2 separate regions of the Mus musculus genome follow, and region 1 is linked to region 2. A link is a contact called in public Hi-C data. All regions are on one chromosome and are shown on one strand. The core of a region is the stretch at or near the end of the contact, and the rest is flanking DNA. Distances in the headings are between cores, read along the strand shown. Region 1 has its middle 8.3 kb from the start of Gm34016. Region 2 overlaps Mnat1 (menage a trois 1).

Evidence for each region. A called contact is a pair of places that touch in the nucleus more often than the background predicts.
Region 1: a Hi-C map of muscle stem cells shows a contact between it and region 2, with 3 times the contacts expected there. The contact joins two enhancer-like sites. A contact is called at or near these places in 1 of 15 datasets of contacts at CTCF or cohesin (the NIH/3T3 cell line), 11 of 484 Hi-C or Micro-C datasets (the C2C12 cell line, cardiomyocytes, embryonic fibroblasts and 6 more), 2 of 115 datasets of contacts at active chromatin or transcription factors (cardiomyocytes and stem cell-derived neural progenitor cells) and 1 of 9 other capture datasets (liver).

The regions. Positions count from the first base shown.
Region 1 is chr12:73,515,299-73,519,966 of GRCm38.p6, forward strand. No RefSeq gene overlaps it. Among named protein-coding and RNA genes, the nearest start is that of Gm34016, 8.3 kb to the left of the region's middle. Within about 2 kb of position 2,188, at least 28 of the 459 cell types and tissues checked have an H3K27ac peak or open chromatin away from gene starts, as enhancers often do. A contact at or near this core is called in muscle stem cells, where this site is marked.
Region 2 is chr12:73,203,313-73,207,863 of GRCm38.p6, forward strand. The region is part of intron 6 of Mnat1 (menage a trois 1); the gene reads left to right. Among named protein-coding and RNA genes, the nearest start is that of Gm23910, 60 kb to the left of the region's middle. Within about 2 kb of position 3,144, at least 45 of the 459 cell types and tissues checked have an H3K27ac peak or open chromatin away from gene starts, as enhancers often do. A contact at or near this core is called in muscle stem cells, where this site is marked.

The DNA.
Region 1 (4,668 bases), core at 938-3,437, 310 kb after region 2:
ACACATCGCCCTCCCAACCTCATATCCTTTCCACTTATTTATTTACTTATTTGTTTCTTATTTTTATTTTTAACCTATTGAGTTCAGTTGACGCTGCCTGCTGGAGCTGATCTTGGTGTGCTGTAGTGCAGGTGACCACAGTGGGTTTGTAGGCGCAATGGCCACATCACCCACAGGGGATTTCATTTCATAGCATTCTGCCTCACTCTGAAACTCTTACATTCTTCTGAGTCTTGCAGAGGGATCTTGACACAGACGTCCATTTAAAGGCTGTCTTAAATGAGATGAAAGGCTGGATTGCCAGAGCACACAGGATTTTAGGGCAACAAAAACTCTGGTCAGTTTTTGCTCAGCTCTTTGACCAGTTGTGAGCCACTGAATCCCACTCTCGCATGAAGATGTCTGGTGCAGCTCTCTTTATAATTTCCTCAATTGGGAAGCAACTGAGATATCTTTCAGGAGGTGAGTAAACATACAAGCCATGAAATAATAACATAATAATAATAATAATAATAATAATAATAATAATAATGATAATAATAACAACAACAATAAACAGGTGCAGGCTAGCAAGCCATGAACAGATATACAGGAAGATAGAAGGAAGGAAGCCAGCCCGAGAAAGCCACGTGATGTATAATTCTAACTCTGTGGCATTCGGGAAAAGCAAAACCACTGAGGCAGTGAGCAGTGGTCGCCAGGGATTAGAGATGAAGTGGGGATGACCTAGCAGAGCGCACAGGGTTTTAGGGCAATGAAACTGTTCTCTGGAGTACAGTAATGAGGGACTCGGGTCATATACATTTGTCCAGACTGTGAAGCACAAAAAGGGAACCCTAATGTGAGCTATAGACCTTGCCAGATAGTTATGTGGGTTTGGAGGTTGTAACAAATGGGTCAGGTTTCGGGGTGCAGAGAGCATATAGACACCCTCTGTGCTTCCTACTTTTTCCTTCAATCCTTCAATCCTAAACAGTTCTGAAAAACAAAGCTTTTTTTTTTTGTTATTGTTCCTTTTGTCTAGCATGTTAGAAAGCAAGCAAAGGCAACTTTATCTACATTTTTCAGTGCTGGAAATGAAACTCAGGGCCCAAGGCAGGCTCCCCGGATGGGTCTAGAGAAACCGAAAAAGAAATGCTTTGTTCAAAAATTGAGTTATCTTGCCAGACGTAATGGGGCACGCTTTTAATTCCAGCACTTGGGAGGCAGAGGCAGGTGGATTTTTAAGTTCAAGGCCAGCCAGGTCTTCAGAGTGAGTTCCAGGACACCCAGGGCTATACAGAGAAACCCTGTCTCGGAAAACCAAAAAAATAGAAATAAAAAAATAAAAAAATTGAGTTATCTTATTTATGTTTAATTATGTGCGTGTCCGCAGTGTGCATGTGCTAGTGGACCACAGGATCCAGAAGGTGGCGTCCTAGAGCTGGAGTTAAAGGCTCTGTGGGTGCTGGGGATCAAGCTCGAGTCTTAGCCATTGAGCCATCTTTCCAGCCCTGGAGTGTTTTATTTCTAATGTCACTGGGGATGCAGCCATGCTCAGTGTGCAGCCGGTCAACTCCCTCCGGGTTAGATCCCACACCTGTCTCCTCAGCCTCATATCAGCGCTTGGTCAGGGCAGACCGCCCGCTACCCAGAATACCATGCGGAGGGTAGAGGTGGGAACCTATTGCATGTAGGCAGAGACCTGAACAACCTACAACCTATTGGACTTGCTAAGCTCCTGAAGGAGGAAGCTGCTACCACTAAAGCCTACCTCCCAACTGAGGTTAGACAATCATCCGGGACACCCAAGTTTGGAGCACAACTGGGTGATTAGCTGTGTCACAGACGCCACCCTCAACAATGTGATGAATATCCTGTTGAGAATGGATGGTGGGCGGCGGCATGCACTGCTTGGCTTTCCTGTCTCTATTTTCTCAGTTGACGGTGACACTCAGAAAGGAGAGAAAGACCGGGCAGGTTTAACGAGAACGGAGCTAGGCTGTCATTGTACAAAGGGAACACTGACCAGTTTATCCAGATTGAAGCCTACTCGGCACAGACTCATTATTAAAGTATCAATTTCCCCAACATTGCGATCCTATTCCCCAAACCATAGATTATTTTCTTCTCTATCTCTAAAGGCTCTGTGGCCTCTGTCTAAAGCCGCTGCAATAGCTGGACAAGGAAAAAAAAGAGCCTTTGAAGATTATGGTGGGCAACAGCGACCTCTGCTGGGAGAATGGGGCATACTTGCACCACCCTAGACTGACCCAGAAAGTAAGACTAAGCTTGTGTGGTGCTTGTGGAGGCAGAGGGAAAACACACACACACACACACACTTTCATTTCTGTTTCTAAACTACTTTGAAGTTCAAATCAAACGCGTAAATTTACCTCTTTTTAGCTTTGTAGAAACAAAATATGCTACGTGTTCGCCACTTCCACAGCTTATTGGTAAGTGATTTTTTTTTTTTTTTCAGAGAGCCTCACCGTGTACAGAGGTTCTAGGGCAGCCTAGTGCTGTTGATTAGTTAATGGATTCTTTCCCATCTACCTGCCTCCTGGAACTCCAAGGTGATCGAGCCCAAGCAGGAAAATGTGTGGCCCACTTGTGCCAAGTCTGAGCTCCGCGGCAGGCTCTCACGCTGTTAGAGTTCCGCGGCAGGCTCTCACGCTGTTAGAGTTCCTTGGAGGTAAGATGAATCTGACTGTATCTGACTCAGGTCAGTGTGGGGGTCGACCGCATTCAAAGAGACATTGGCACACCCTTTGCCAAACTTTCCTCCTTGATTGCCCAGGAATGTGGATGTTTATTCTTAGCTCGCTGTGGGGAGAACATTGTGAATACTTTTGAAAAGAGCGGCTAGAAAATGGTCAAACTAATCAGGCAAAGAAGCCATTAGCTTTTCCCTGAAAAAAATTATTTCTGCCTTTCAAATCTTGATATGCCACTGCATAAAAAAACAAGCTGGAAGGCTGCCAAAGCGTGTGTGAATTTGGGGGGAGGGAATTATTAATGGTGAGCCGTTGGTAGACATGCCTTTAATTTGGGGATGAGTAAACTTAAGTTCATTTTAAAGGTTTCTCTGCCTATACGACATTTACTAGAGGATGGGGTTGGAAAATCCTGGGAATGGCCAGCTATCTATCCGTAGGGAACCTGGCTGGTGGAGACAGGTACTGGCGGTCATCCCTTGTGCTCTGGTTGGTGGTCATCCCTGTGCTCTGGTGGTCATCCCTGCTAGCCATCTGAGAAAAGGGGACTTTGACGGAGAAAATGCCCCTATCAGATTAGCCCATAGGCAAGCCTTTGGGGCTTTCATGATTGGTGATTTATGTGGAAGGACCCAGACCTCTGTGGACAGTACCACCCTTGCGCAGGTGGTTCGGGGTTGTAAAAGAAAAGAGAGCAAGCCAGGAGGAACAAGCCAGTAAGCAGTGCTCCTCTGTGGTCTCTGTGCCTGTTCCTGCCTCCAGGTTCCTGCCTTTAAGTTCCTGCCGAGGCTTCTCTGATGATGGACTGTGATGTAGACCGGTCTCTTCCTAATCTGCTTTTGGTCATTGTGTTTATCATTCTAACATATCCGCGCAACACCGCTTCCTCACCCCACCAGCTCTGTATCATCACCTGGACGGTGCTGGGAGAAATACTCTGTACTTCTCTCATGGTTGAGGGACTTCCCGAGGATCCCGGGTAGTGACATGCTTGGTCTCTTGGGTAATGTTTCGGAAAGGAACAGAAGAACCATTAAGGTTGAGTCTGTGGAAGGTCCTTAGGTTATCAGGTGTGGCCTCTTGGGTTCTTGGGAATGGATTGTTGTAAAAGAAGGAAGCCTGATGTCTCTCACCACCACTGTATACCCTGCAGTGATGCAGCCTCCAGGCAGTTCTCTAGAGCCAGTGTTGGCTGGACATCTTGATAAGTCGCTTGTCAAGTATTTTGTTATGGTGATGCTATGTGGACTCTAAAGAATGGAGACACAGACCTCCAGTTAACCTACAGTTCTGACCAGGAAGAGTGCTGCATGGAGGGAAGAATTCTGCTCCTTGAACCTTGAGGTATGCAGTGCTCTGTCTTCCTTTGAATCTTATACTCTCAGAAGAGCCCGTCGAAGGCTACGGCATCTCCCTGCAGTCGCTAGGATTACAATACAGCAGAGTAAACTCTGTTCCTCTCAAACCAATTTAGCGAGCTCCTGGCAACACCGGCTTCCCATCATGGCCCTTGAACCTCAGGGCAGGATTAAGGAAACATTTTTCTCTTCAGTAAGCAGGTTGTGGACCTCACTTAAACCACTCTTTGGCAGAGAAGCTAATTGACAGAGTTTCGGATTGTTTTTCGTATGCTACACCGACACCCAGCTGCTCCTTGCCTTTACTGCTGGTCATATCTCAGCGGGATTGAACTTGACACTGCCAGGAGAGGCCTTGAGAGATGGGATGCATTCCTTTGAAGAGAAGCCTGTGCTTCAGTCTATTCTTTTGATCACACCCTAGATATCACACCTGCCCTTTGTGGGATAAGGCAGTTTTTGACCTTTTCTCCCCAAAGCAAAAATATGATTATCTGGAAGAGAGAGAGAGAGAGAGAGAGAAAGAGAGAGAGAGAGAGCTGTTTCGTAACAGGCAAATTCAAATACAGATGAGACTAAGACCACCACTTACTGTTCCCACCGCCTTTCATCTA
Region 2 (4,551 bases), core at 1,894-4,393:
CTTGAAGTCAGGAAGTTTTTCTTGTGGCACATTGAGGTTGTGGCTTAAGATCAGGGAGCATAATAGGATTCATAGTGGCAGGAGGAATTGGAGGATCTAGGGCTACCCCGTTGTAGGGACATACAGGGCCTAAGAAAGGCATTAGGTTCTAGATTGGGACTGCAGAGGACAAAATGAAAAAAAGAAATCAAAAGTTTGAGCATTTGAAAGCCTTGCCTGAGTACCAGCCATGCTCCTAAGAAAGAGAAAGCAAAGTTTTCTTTGATTTCCCTCTGTATTTTGCCCAGAGCCCAAGACAAAATTAAAGATAATTAATGTACTTTATATGTTGTCAGTCTGGGATCACACTATCTACCATTAATAATGTTCCTTCTACAGGAAGATAGTTTGAATGTCATTATAAACAGATCCCACCCCTTTTTGCCTTTTTTTTGGGAGGGAGGAAGGAAGGGAGGGATGATAGGTTTTTGCTAAGCTGTCTAGGCTGTCTAGGCAGTTTGTAACCCTGACTGTCTTTAAACTATCTATGCTCTCACCTCACCTCTGCACTGGAAATATTATGAGCCTGTAACACCATGTCAGGCTAGTCTACAAAACATTCTATAAAGGTTGCATTAGATATATTGATGATTGTCTGCAGTGATTGTATGTGTTTGGATATTGAATGACAATATGGCATGAAAGACCCTCCTCCTCATGATGATGATGATGATGTAGCACTGATAATAAAGGGTATTTTGTTGCCACTTTGACACTGCTAAATCCTTTATATTTTATTTGCTTTCTTAAATATACTTATAAGCAAAACTGAGACTTAATAAAAGTCCCTGTTCATCTTTGTTCAGAGCATACATTTCATGATGACCTTTGGGATTGCATAGGCTCCCCCATCTCTGTCTCTCTGTCTCTCTCTGTCTCTCTCGCTCTGTCTCTCTCTGTTTTGCTCTCTGTCTCTCTCTCTCTCTGTCTCTCTGCCTCTCTCTCTGTCTCTCTCTCTCTGTCTCTCTCTCTCTGTCTCTCTCTCTCTCTGTCTCTCTCTCTCTGTATTGTACATGTGGGGGCCAGTAGATGTCAGATGTCTTCTTCTAATTGCACTCCACCTCAGCTTTTGAGACAGTTTGTCACTGAACTTGAAGCTAACTTATTTCAGCTAGACTGGCTGGCTCAGAGAACCCCCGGGGTTCTTCTCTCAGTCCCCTCCGTTCTCAGTGCTTGGGTAGTTTCCTGGTGCTGTGCATATTACTCATGGAACCATTTTCCCAGTCAAAAGTCTGTATTTTTAATATTGCATTATTTTAAAGACACATGTCTATGGAATGCCATAGGCAAGTAGACAGTAGACTTAGTTTCTTCCTGGAAAGAAGATATATTGGTAAAGCTATTTTGGTGTGAAGAATCAAAGCAAGTGAAGGAAAAATTGCTTCTACAGCCTTATTGGTTGAGTTCCAGGACAGTCAGACACCCTTGTTTCAAAAAGCAAGTTGGATGGAGTCTGAATAGTGACACCCAGATTGATCTTTGGTCCCCACACATATGCCATACATGTAGATACACCCATGTATGTACATGAGAGAACACACACACACACACACACACACACCCCTCCAGTTTTTCAGACCAGTTTTTGAGTCATTTTATATATGTTTGGTTTGTTTTATGAGTATCAATATTTATGTTGTTCTATATAGAATAGATTCATATTGTGAATATTTCAGGTGAATAATAATTTTCTTATATACTTAATTTTTTCAAGTTGTAATGCCCATAAAATACTTAAAATTTTTATTATTATTTTTTATTTCTGAGGTTATAATATAACTGAATCATTTCCCCCTCCCCCTTTCCTTCCTCTCTCCTGTGAACCTCCACTTGCTCTCTCCCAAACTCATGGTCTCTTTGTCTTCAGTTGTTGTCACACATACACAGATGGGAAACCACTTAAAGTTAATACTTTTATTCTCGGAGAGCCCACATTTTCTAGAAAAGGTGTTGTTTTGGTTTAGTGAATGACAAATGGCCCAAACTCCTAAAGTTTTAATTCCCTGGAGGGAGACAGAATAGAGATAGAAACTGCTGGAGAAAACTTTTCTAAAAGCTGAAATAACAATGGTAAACTAATGAAAGGGGTTTCTTCTTTAGCTGGAGACAAAGTATATTTGGTGCTGTTTGTGAATGTGCCTAGTTTACTTGCTAGGGAACCCCTAATTCCTACAAATGTCCTTAGCTTTTTTTTTAAACCACAAAATAATTTAATAGTAAATTATTTAAAAATGTACTCAGAAAAGCATTACGGGTACTTTCCAGTTTGTATACTTGGTGTTAACGCGAATATTGAAATGAAATAGTACAGCAAGGACATGCCCACTTGACTCAGCGTCACTCAGAGTCTAAGGTGTTCAGCCACTGAGAGGCCAGTTGGAACTTGACTTTGAGGGTAGATCACTTCTGCCGGCATGGGAGGTTTGCCCGTTTGTCCTTACTTCCTATCTTTTTACAGCAAGGCAGTACTTTTTGCTAGATCAATGATCAAGTGTGGTAATTCCTGTTATTAGAGAATAATCAGTTCCCGAGGAGGAGCCGCTGAGGATGCTCTAAGCTGAGGTACAGAGTGTGTGGAGGCTCACAGGAGAACCACTCCCAAAGGAAAGTCAGAAAGAATGGAAAGTTTCTGGTTTTTAAAAGACCAATGAGTGATGTGAGATTAAAAGCAGTAACAAACAAACCTATTTTCTTATCGTGTAGTCTGTAAAGCACAGGGCTAGAAAAGTGATTTTATCGCCTTTACCTTGTAAAGACAGCAAGGCTGGTAATTGTTTGAGGATCTGAGGATTAAGAGTGCTACTGCTTCGAATGTATGTTAAGTGACTAATTTTCACAATCTTTAGTACATAGCTTTGTGTGCTAGCTTTTTCCCAATGTCAAATGAATCTTAATATGTCTTGCAATTAGTGACAAATAAGAAACATTGTAATTAAGAGACTGTTTCTTTAAAAGCCTTCAAAGGTTGTAAAAGATTAGACTTGGCTATATGTGAAGGATAAATGTTGTGTAAGAATGCCCCTCAGTTCCCCTTGTATAATAAATCTCAGCTGTGTGCTCAGCGAAAGGGCTCAGTGCCAAAGAGAACAGGTTCAACTTGTCTGTGAGGATTTGCACCACAGCAAAGCGCACAACTGCTTTGTAGAGGTCACAGTGGTCACAGGCATGTGCAACAGAGTCAGAGTGGCTTTCAAATCACCGGAGAACCTAGTGCTACTTGCTGTTTAACAATCAGGGTTGACTTCAGGCATTGAAAGTATAGTTAGATCATAAAAGTAACTGAGTACGGTTCTCAGTCTGATTCCAGATGTACTTAAAGTAACTTCAACAGCACCTTGTAGCAGGTCTTAAAGATCTTCAGAGTCATTTTCTCGTAATTTCCCTGATGTAGAGAAGGTGCTTTATTTGGTGGTTCCAATTGTGTTCAGTGGGCTGAGATATTGTGTAAGAACAGTTTCTTGGGATGGGAACAGGGGACTGTAGGTGAGTTCCAGTGCAAGACCAGATGTCGTGAGACGGTCAGAAGGTGCATGTCTCACTAAATCCCATTTCTCTTGATTTTAACAGGATCAGGTTATCAACAGCAGCAAAGGAAACACCCTATCTATCTATCTATCTAAATTTTTAGAAGAGACAAATCAGAAACAGCCTGTGGAGAGGTGGTGAGAGCCAGGCAAGGGAGCCTGAGGTTTAATAGAAGGAAATAAGGAGATGCAGAACTAGGCTGAGCTGGGTTTTGCCCAAAGTTATATCTGAGTACTTTTTCTTGTTTTGGTGACCATGTTTATTTTCAGTGGTGATTTTATCGATGCAACAGGCAGCCGTTGCTGTTGGTGGGAGATTAAGTGGTAATCTGTAGAATGTGTCTCGGCAAAGGCAGCTGATTGGCAGCAGCACCTGTCCTAGCAACTGGTCATATGTTAGTACTTACCAGCGTTAAAATACCAAGCTGTAAAATTTAGAAGCACTTGAAAGCTAGGTTTTTCATTGCTCTTAGGTTACTGTTTTATTAAGTATACATCTCTTCAATTTACATTTTTTTAATAAAATGAAGTCTATAGAATAAAATTAGATTTATCCCCCAGAATTAAAACAAAAAACAAAACCTAAAGCAAGCCATGTGACAGGCTAGATGCTTTTGTGTTTGTGTGAGCTGCACTTATGCTGAGCGATATGTAGGCTTTCAGAGGCCAGCCTGAAAGGACTGTGACTCCTGTATGCTGCTTTTGTAATCCATAGAGTAAACATGAAGTGCTTGCTGTCAAAGGTTCAGTGAAATGCAGCTTAAAGAACTGATTAGCCAAGTGGCTCCCTAAAGGCACTTTATTTCATCATTGCTAGGAGTTATTCTTCTTAGTTGAAATAGTCTTGTTGATCATATCTCAAAGTATATACAACTTATAGTGATTGACAAGTCATCACTTTCTGTTGATGACTTCTGTTAGAGGAAGAGCTTGTTTTTACTTAGTATACAAAGAAAAGTAAACATATAAGAAAAAATATATATGTATA